Regions from separate parts of the Mus musculus genome. Here all the other regions are linked to region 1. A link is a contact called in public HiChIP or PLAC-seq data. All regions are on one chromosome and are shown on one strand. The core of a region is the stretch at or near the end of the contact, and the rest is flanking DNA. Distances in the headings are between cores, read along the strand shown.

Region 1 (2,700 bases), core at 85-2,584:
AAAAAGTTATCAATCACAGCAGGACAAGGCAGTGTGATGAGTTATATGGTGCCAATGAGAGGAAGTAATAGTAAAGTCTCTTTCTTACAAGTTAATTAGCAGGATGCCTAGTCTTATCATCACTTGGAATCGTGAAATATTGTGGCCCTAAGAGAACGTGGGTGAAAATAATGTTCTTGTTAATCAGAGCTAGGAAAAGGGGTAGTGAACGCAAAAGATCCCAGCAACTAGACCTATTTTAAAGCGACATCGACGAACTAATGCCTTAAGTCTACTTGGAGGCCAGAAAAAATACATGCTCATGAGTATCGGCTGGTGATCTGTCTTTAAGAGCAAAGACTGTCGAAAGTAGAAAGACTGCTGAAAATGAATGATGGGAAACCACCTAGTATTTTAAAAAGTGAGGTGGATTACGAAGCAGAACTTCAATCCAAAGAAAAGATCGTTATGGAGAGGAGGGGTGAGAGTGGTCCTGACTGGCTGAAGCCGTGGGAAGGCGGGATGCTGAGGTGAAACCTCTGACTCAAGCTTTGAAGATAAACCCCGAGAGCGGCGGGCGGGAGAGGAGCCGAGCTTCGACGTGGCCCCGGGATTCCCTCACCTTGGCCTTGTAGCTGGGCAGGTTGCAGAGGATGTCCGTGCGCAGAGCCTCTTCTGCTAGGCTGCGGGCGCACAGGCTCCGCCACACCTCGCTGTTCTCGTCGCCGTGGAGGCAGCGGTACCAGTGCTTGCAAACCAGGGCGCAGCTCCGCAGCTCGGACAGCTCCAGGTAGGAGAACACCAACTCCAGCACCCGGCTGGGCAACCGGCCGCCGACCCCGGAGGACCCCGAGCCCGCGCTGGCGCCGCCGCCGGCACCGGCGCCGCCACCACTAGCGCCGCCCGAGGCTGCCCCAGCCCCCGGGCCCGGCGCCGCCATCGCCTCACCAGCCGGCCCGAGGGCCGCCGCCGCCGCCGCTTCGCCCCGTCTCGGCGCGGGAGGCCAAGCCTCGCCTACAGCCGCGAGCGGCTCGCTCACCGCCCCTTTCAGCGCCAGCCGCTCGCGCCTCCACCGCTCCCGCCCCTGCCCCGGGGCGTCCGCTGCGCGCCCCGCCTCACTGAGGGCAGATGGCGCGAGCCGCTCGGGTTCCCGCCCCTCGGAGCCGCTCAGCGCGGGCGCCGGAACCGCCCGCCTCGCCCGGCCTGCCCGCGACGCGCCCCGGGATCCGCCATGCGAGTTGAGGGCAAGAAGCAAGGGCGCACGCCCAGCTCGCCCGCCGCGCCTCTCTGCCCGGAAGTGACTGTTCGGCAGAGGCGCCTCGCTCCCTAAAGCTTGATGGGATTGGATGCTGCGTGTGAGGTCATCGCTCGGCGCCACCGGGAACGGGAAGCCCAGGTATGAGGCTGTTGGCCAGCGGGGTTCGGATCTGTTCGCAAGTGCTTTTTTTCTGTTTTTCCTCTAATGGCCTTGACTCGGCTCTCCTTGGCCTCTCTTCCTACGGAGTTTCCCGTCTCACTTGGTTTCTGCTCCCTCTCTAACTTTGTTCACGACACTTCCCTTTTTTGCTAGCCAATTCTTAGATCCTTCACCTTCAGGTCGCTTGGATCAATTTCCTTTCCCTTTGCGCAGTTGAGGACCTCTTGTCGTGGTCAGGTTAGATCCATTTTATTATATTTTATTTTTTTTTACCTTGAGAAATTGACATCTTCTTTTCCTGGCTAGCGCCGTAGGGGACTCACCAGAACCCATTCTCAAAGTAAGGTGGCTAAACCTGAGCAACCCTCGTAAATACGCAGGTTTTATTATATTTGAGATTAAATAAACAAGTGTAGGTAATCTCAAAGTGTCATTTGAATACTAAGTGTCACAATCTTTTTGGACAAAATATAGTGTGTTCAGTAAAAAGTAGTAGTAAAAAGATTAAGAAAAACGTGTTGTTGTTGGGTTTTTTTGTTTTGTTTTGTTTGGTAATTTGTTAATCCCTAGAATGAGGTAAGGTGGAAACATAAAGATGATTTCCTGGGAGGAAAAGAACCTAGCATTATTTAGTTATGCTATTTTAAAGAGCATTTAGAAAAAGAATAATAGAGACTGGAGTGATGGCTGAGCAGTTAAGAGCACTTTCTGCTCTTGTAGAGGACCTAGGTTCGTTCCTAGCACCCATATGGGTGCTCAAGGCTTAACCTGAGTTGTAGCTTAAGTTCAAGGGGAGCCAAACCCTCTTCTGGCTTCGGGAATGACTGAGCTGTACACACATACATGCTATACACATAAAATAAAGTAAAAGAACTACAGTGTGAGCCAGGCATAGATGAGATCTTTTAATCTGACTTTTTTTTATATATAATTCTCAACGCAGCTCTATGAAGTGATTATTATAATAATAGGGCTCACAGACTCAGGCATCAAGTCCAGTGTCATGCAATTTTTATGTAGTAAACCTTGCCTGAGATCCACCTATGTGTAATTAACTTCCTGGTTTTTAGTAAAAACAAATGAACAGCAGCTGCTTCCCTACCCTGGTATAATTACATGCTTATGATTTGCTAATCCCTTCCTCAAGATGTCTTGCACCAAGTAACCCAAATTCTTGTCTGTTGTGGTCATGCTAATGCCACAGTCTTCTGGTTGTTTTGGTTGTCACTTAGTTTCTCCACATCAGGACTAACTTTAGTCCAAAGCTATGAAGGAGCGTTGACTCACACATTATAATAATGGCC
Region 2 (2,700 bases), core at 44-2,543, 260 kb after region 1:
ATTGGTATTTTTGAACCACTAAGTGTGTCTACCTCTGGGTGTGACTCTCCAGGTGTGTGCAGAAGGGAACATCCCAGCTTCAGGAAAAGGGCAGTCAGGGGACTTCCTCTTCCCCCAAAGGAGAGCTCCCCAGGTAGCCTGGGCCTGGGTCAGAGAAATAGAGGGGTCCAGGAGCCTGGGCCAAGACTTGGATTAAATCCTGCAACTTCCTGGCTCTGAAGGGGTACCTGGCCCACTTGGAGGCTTTAGGGAGGCTGGCTGTCTTCAGCCCCACGTGGCCTGGGATTGTACTTATTGGCTCCTAGGCTCCAGGTTTGCAGGGAACTCACCCAGCCTCAGGCAAGGGGCCTTCAGAGGCTCAAGCATGTTGTTATCTTCCCTGACTCCTTAAGGCCTCAGTTACCCAGCAGGACAAGGTTGTAATTTTCTTCTGATTCTCAAGAGGCTCTGAGTTCTTCAAAGGCAATCGCTCCTGCTCTGGGGTAAAGATTCTAGGTTTCTTTGTTCTTCCCAATTGAGAATTTCTACAGCTCTAGGAGGGGCCTAGCCCACCCCTTCTCCGAGGGCCCTTTGTCCTTCCCTAGATCTCAGGCGAGGCTGGCAGGGCTTCAGTTGCTCTGCTCCCACTTTCTCCTCTGCCCCTTTTTGCAGAACCTACCTTTGCTTCTCAGACTTACCCCGCCCAGTCTTTGGCTGACAGATAAGGTGAGAGCTGTTATCAGAGCCCCAGGAGGGGGCCTGCTGTCCGCATGCCCAGCATGCCCTGCCTCCCTCAGAGGAAGGGTCAAAGCCAAGAAGGACCATGTGCCAACTTGGAGCCGGAGCCCCTCTGTGGGATCCCAGCCAGCTAGGTCCTAGAGCCAAAATTATCTCGAGTCATCCACACAGCCTTCTGGGAGGTAGGGACTTACAGGGCAGGACAAGTCTTGAGTGACTGACTAACCAGACCTGCTGCCAACTAGTATGTTTGACAGAAGTCACTTGGCTCAGCCCAGCAGTCCCCACAGAGTCATTTACCTCACAAAGAGTCACAGGCTTTGACTTTGAGGGTGAGGGTCAAAGACAAGCTACCACCATCAGTTTCAGACAGGGTTTGGGGGCTACTGGGGGAAGTGGCTGGCTAAGATAACCTCCTGGCAGAAATGGCAGGCAGCCTGGTGGCTTTCTGGTTTCTACTCTCAGCTGCCCCAGCAGGGGAGCCAGCGCAGTAGCTGCAGAGCTCAGCTCTCTTACCCTAGGCTCAGATAAGCCAATGCCTCAGCAGTCAGGGAGCTGATAAGGAGGCTGCAGAAGCCCTCTGCATCCTGGGCCTCCCGATAATGGTCCCTACTGCCTCTGGCTCACCCGCCCTGCTCTGCCTTAACCACTCCACCCAAGGGGGGCCCTGCAGTGGCTGAGGGTGGGGCAGGGCAAGAATGATGGGGCAGAGGAGACTACTACAGAGCCCGTCAGGGCCAGGCTCCTCACACTTCATAGGGCACAGGTTCCTCACACCTCAGATGCATGGGTATGGGTCCTTGCTAGTCACCTCATGGGCACCTGGGTCTAGTGTCAGGCCCCTAAGAGACCTTATCTGGGGATTGTGTGTCTTTAGTTCTTAGCAAACAGATGCAGCCTGGGGATGAAGCCCTATTCCTGGTGACAAACCTTTACTAACCCCCATTGGGTCCAGCCTATGCGAAGTTATTTATAATATTTCCTTTCATCTTCACACCAACCCTGCTAAGTTGCTATTCTTGGTTTAGAGACGAGGAGGAAAACAACATTCAACAAAGCAGTGACTTCCCCTGGCCATGCTAAGTGGGAAAGCCAACCCCCTCCAGGCCCTTTCCCATGACACGGTCTTTAGCGTGAAGACTACGGGCTTCTCTAGGAAGCAAGGTGAGCGGTCACAAGTCACAGCACTGTCACAGGCATTGACCAGGCAGAGTCAGACTCCAGCACTGGCCAGAGGCTGCTTAGTCAATGGTAGGCATCACTGAGGGTGACCCAAGGGCTGCATGAGGCCGGGCTGCATTGTGTGGCCTGCTTAGGACTTCATAATGCTAGTCACTGTAATGGCAGAGTCCGCTGCTGCCCCGTTTAGAGTCGGATCCTTTGGGGCCGAGCAGTGATGGGGGAAAGGTGCTGTTTCAAGGGGAAGTTTGTTTTACAGAAAATCAACCGGTGGGGTGTCTCCCAGCCAAAGGAGTGTGTGTAGACTCGGTTGTAAAAGCTGGGACTCCCCTGCCGAGCAGTATCGTGGCCTTGGGGCCATGGCTGTGCACTTCAGTTAAGCAATCAGCTTCAGCTTGTGTTCATGACACCTCAGGCTGAAGGAAGTCAAACACCACTTGTTATTCCTGGCTCCTGTTTCTCTGTGCCCCGGCCTCCATCTTCAGCCTCACCTCCTCTCACCTCTCCGCTCTCCTCTCTACTCCCTCTCCCTTCCTTTTCTTTCCTCTTCCTTCCGTCCTCTTTCCTGTCCCATTCTTCCACAAGCTGCTCTTCAGTTCTCCATCCCTTTGACTACTCCCACCCTCACCCCCACCCCGCCCCGCCCCGCCCCGCCCCTGCTTTTCCTGGATGAAAACTTCCAGGAACTCAAAGTCAATGAAGGACTTTCAAGTAAGAAGGTATAATTGTGATTCGTGGAAGCTGTAGGATCTGGTGCAGCACAGGAGGGCTGAAGGCAGACTCTGTACAGGGAGCCTTTGTCTG
Region 3 (2,700 bases), core at 146-2,645, 290 kb after region 1:
AGGACCTTCAGCATTAGACTCACAGATTCCCAATTAAAGCATTAGAACCAGTTGCCAACACTCTTGTTCTTGCAGAGGACCTGAGTTCAATTCCCAGCACCAACATGGTGGCTCTGATAGAACCTAGTGGGGAAACCCCCACTCAACTCCCGATTCGGTGTGCACCCAAGAATCACGAACAGACTACCATCTTGATGTAATTACATGAGGACGTTTAATTACGGAGCTCCAGACCGACATGTATCCCACACAGGAGATAACGGATGTTGGCCACGAGGCTTGAAAGCTAGGGGTTTTTATGGGGTAAGGGGCTTAGGGATGTGGAATTCAGCACAGCGACACACTATTGGCTTATTCAAACATTAACAGAAAGAACATAGGGCATCAGGACTTTCTTCCTGTGGACTGGGGGGCTTATCTTTGTTCACATAGCAACCAGTTGATGTATGACTTTACCCGGCACCAAGGGGCAATAGACAGAGGGGAGATTCTTAGATAATATAGCCCTGCTGGTCCTTGTATCTTTACAGTCAAGATGTTCTTAGGAATGCCTTAACAACAGCCCTGCCCTGGCATGCCTGGGGGCTGTTCTGCTTTGTTCTTGGTCCCAGGCCGGGCTGTGGGCTCCTAAACTCACAAGTTACAATATTTTATCTTCCTTCAGCACAATCATCTGATCCCAGAGATCTGATGCCCTCTTCTGACGTCTGTGGTACAAGGTATACACATGGTGCATATACATACATCCAGGCAAAATATTCATATATTCAAAATAAAATAAAATAAAATAAAATAAAAAGATAAACAAACAAACAAACTGTTTATCAATAAATACTAATGAAGTTTTAATCAGCTCAGATTTTCTCAGTGGCCCTAGTGTATAGTTCAAATTCTTAGGTAATGAGGAAGGCCACGAAGAGTTTCTAAGTGTGATGCTATTTCCTAAATGCTAAGTGAATTAGTTTACAAGCCAGGTAGAAAATCATTAGTAACTGAGTATCAGGGCGTGGGAGAGATGTTTCCAGCACAGAAAAGCCCAAGCATGCTGGTATAGTACTAAGGCCTTTCTCCCTAACTCGTGAAGTGTTTTTTCCTCTTAAGAGTTGACTGGATAACCAAATTCCAACTGAAGGAGTTCCTAACAGGGACTGTAGCTCAAGAGCCCTAGCCATCAAGCACGAAGAAGGAATCTTAGAAGAGGGGCTGCTCTCCTAGAGGACCATCTGCCTCCAGCTTGAGACCTTGTTCCTCAAGAGTCCTAATTTTAGATCAAGCAAGGGCTTAATCTCTTCTTATATTTGTATCTGTAGCCCCTTTGTTCTGCTGCAGCCTTTAGCCTACTCACTGTGTTTACCTTACCTCTCCTTTTATCTTCTTTACTGGTGGGCCCCCTGGCCAGCAGAACTTTGTAGAGCTTACCCAGCAGGGTGGAACCATGGCCTCAGCAAGGTCCTGGGCTCTGCTGGGTCCTTCCTGCCCCTCAGGCTTTTGTAGGGTGGGGGAGTCCTTGATCTTGAATCCAAGCTGTGAGGGTCTGTGGGTGGCCCAGCTTCAAAGTGAGCCAACCCAGGAGGCTTCCTGGAAGCTGGACGGACTCCTCCGCAGAGCCTGTCTCTGAGGGTCATGTGAGGAGGAGCTGGGGTCCAGACCATCAACAAGGGAAGCATAAACTGTGCATGGCACATTGAGTGGTGTGATCTGTGAACAAACAGACAAACCAAATATTTGATGTTGGGGAATGGAGCATAAAAAAAATGTATTAAATGATTCCATTTAGGTAAAAGCACTCACATGCTGCTTTGAGTACATTTATGTGTAAATAAGGGGGCAGAAAGGTTTTTTTAAGGTCGAAGCCTGAACATCAAACCAACAGAGCAAATTAAAAATCAAAATGGAGTCAGGATAAAAGTCAAACCTAAGCTAAGTTATTATCCTACTCTTGGAGAAGTTAATATGAGAGTTCTCACAAAAATCTTTTTCACTTGGAATGAAAATGAAATGCCAGCCTTTAATTCCAGCCTTCAGGAGGTAGAGGTAGGTAATCTTAGGAATTTGAGTCTGGTCTACAGAGTGAGTTTCAGGACCACCAGTGTTAGCATTCCTTCTAGGCTCCGCCCCACGGTTACCTAGCAACAGTCAGGAAGCTTAACTCACTATAAAAGGGGCTCCTTGCCTCCTTTTCTCTCTCTTTCTTGCTCTCTTACCCTCTCTGTCTTTTCTCTCCCCAAACTCCCTTCCTCCTTCCCTTCCTCTCTCTCTCCCTCCCTCCCTCCCTCCCTCCCTCCCTCCCTCCCTCCCTCCCTCCCTCTTTCTCCCTCACCCTGCCTTTTTCTGTCTCTACTCCCTCCTCAACTCCCCTCCCCATGCCCTAAATAAACTCTTCCATATTATATCCGTGGCTGGTACCTGGGGCTGCGGGGAGAGGAGAAGGAGGGATGCCTTATCATGGCATCCTGCAGAGGTGCCCCCTTCCACCTCTACCAAACTATCCTGGTTCTCTCTCTCTCTCTCTCTCTCTCTCTTTCTTATAAAACACAATAGCCTACACAGAGAAACCCAGTCTCTAAATTCCCCCACCCCCTAAAACAAAACAAAACCCTGCACTGAACTGAAGAGTTCCCTGTTTCAATGGATATTGATTTTTGTTTTTAAAAATCTAAATAATTCTTAGAGCTTTGAGAAGGAGTAAGATGGGGTGGG

Evidence for each region. HiChIP or PLAC-seq counts read pairs in DNA pulled down with a chosen protein or histone mark.
Region 2: a contact with region 1 is called in an H3K4me3 HiChIP or PLAC-seq map of fetal liver, with 2.6 times the contacts expected there. The contact joins the enhancer-like site here to the promoter of Wdr53 in region 1. A contact is called at or near these places in 9 of 39 promoter capture datasets (the 3T3-L1 cell line, 3T3-L1-derived adipocytes, the C10 cell line and 5 more), 1 of 15 datasets of contacts at CTCF or cohesin (the NIH/3T3 cell line), 3 of 484 Hi-C or Micro-C datasets (bone marrow-derived macrophages, embryonic stem cells and pancreatic cancer cells), 23 of 115 datasets of contacts at active chromatin or transcription factors (the 230-238 cell line, CD8 T cells, the NIH/3T3 cell line and 16 more) and 3 of 9 other capture datasets (adipose tissue, liver and pancreatic islet).
Region 3: a contact with region 1 is called in an H3K27ac HiChIP or PLAC-seq map of embryonic stem cells, with 2.3 times the contacts expected there. The contact joins the enhancer-like site here to the promoter of Wdr53 in region 1. A contact is called at or near these places in 2 of 39 promoter capture datasets (3T3-L1-derived adipocytes and liver), 1 of 15 datasets of contacts at CTCF or cohesin (the NIH/3T3 cell line), 5 of 115 datasets of contacts at active chromatin or transcription factors (the NIH/3T3 cell line, the SCID.adh cell line, bone marrow-derived macrophages and 2 more) and 1 of 9 other capture datasets (adipose tissue).

What each region holds. Positions count from the first base shown.
Region 1 is chr16:32,245,893-32,248,592 of GRCm38.p6, forward strand. It overlaps Wdr53 (WD repeat domain 53), which reads left to right and starts at 1,335. Exons shown (of 3, transcript NM_001185162.1): 1 at 1,335-1,375. Fbxo45 (F-box protein 45) reads right to left here and starts at 1,133. Exons shown (of 3, transcript NM_173439.2): 1 at 602-1,133. The coding sequence starts at 919.
Region 2 is chr16:32,508,493-32,511,192 of GRCm38.p6, forward strand. No RefSeq gene overlaps it. Among named protein-coding and RNA genes, the nearest start is that of Zdhhc19, 14 kb to the left of the region's middle. Within about 2 kb of position 1,294, at least 87 of the 459 cell types and tissues checked have an H3K27ac peak or open chromatin away from gene starts, as enhancers often do. A contact at or near this core is called in CD8 T cells, the SCID.adh cell line, fetal liver and 1 more, where this site is marked.
Region 3 is chr16:32,536,931-32,539,630 of GRCm38.p6, forward strand. No RefSeq gene overlaps it. Among named protein-coding and RNA genes, the nearest start is that of Zdhhc19, 42 kb to the left of the region's middle. Within about 2 kb of position 1,396, at least 38 of the 459 cell types and tissues checked have an H3K27ac peak or open chromatin away from gene starts, as enhancers often do. A contact at or near this core is called in the SCID.adh cell line and embryonic stem cells, where this site is marked.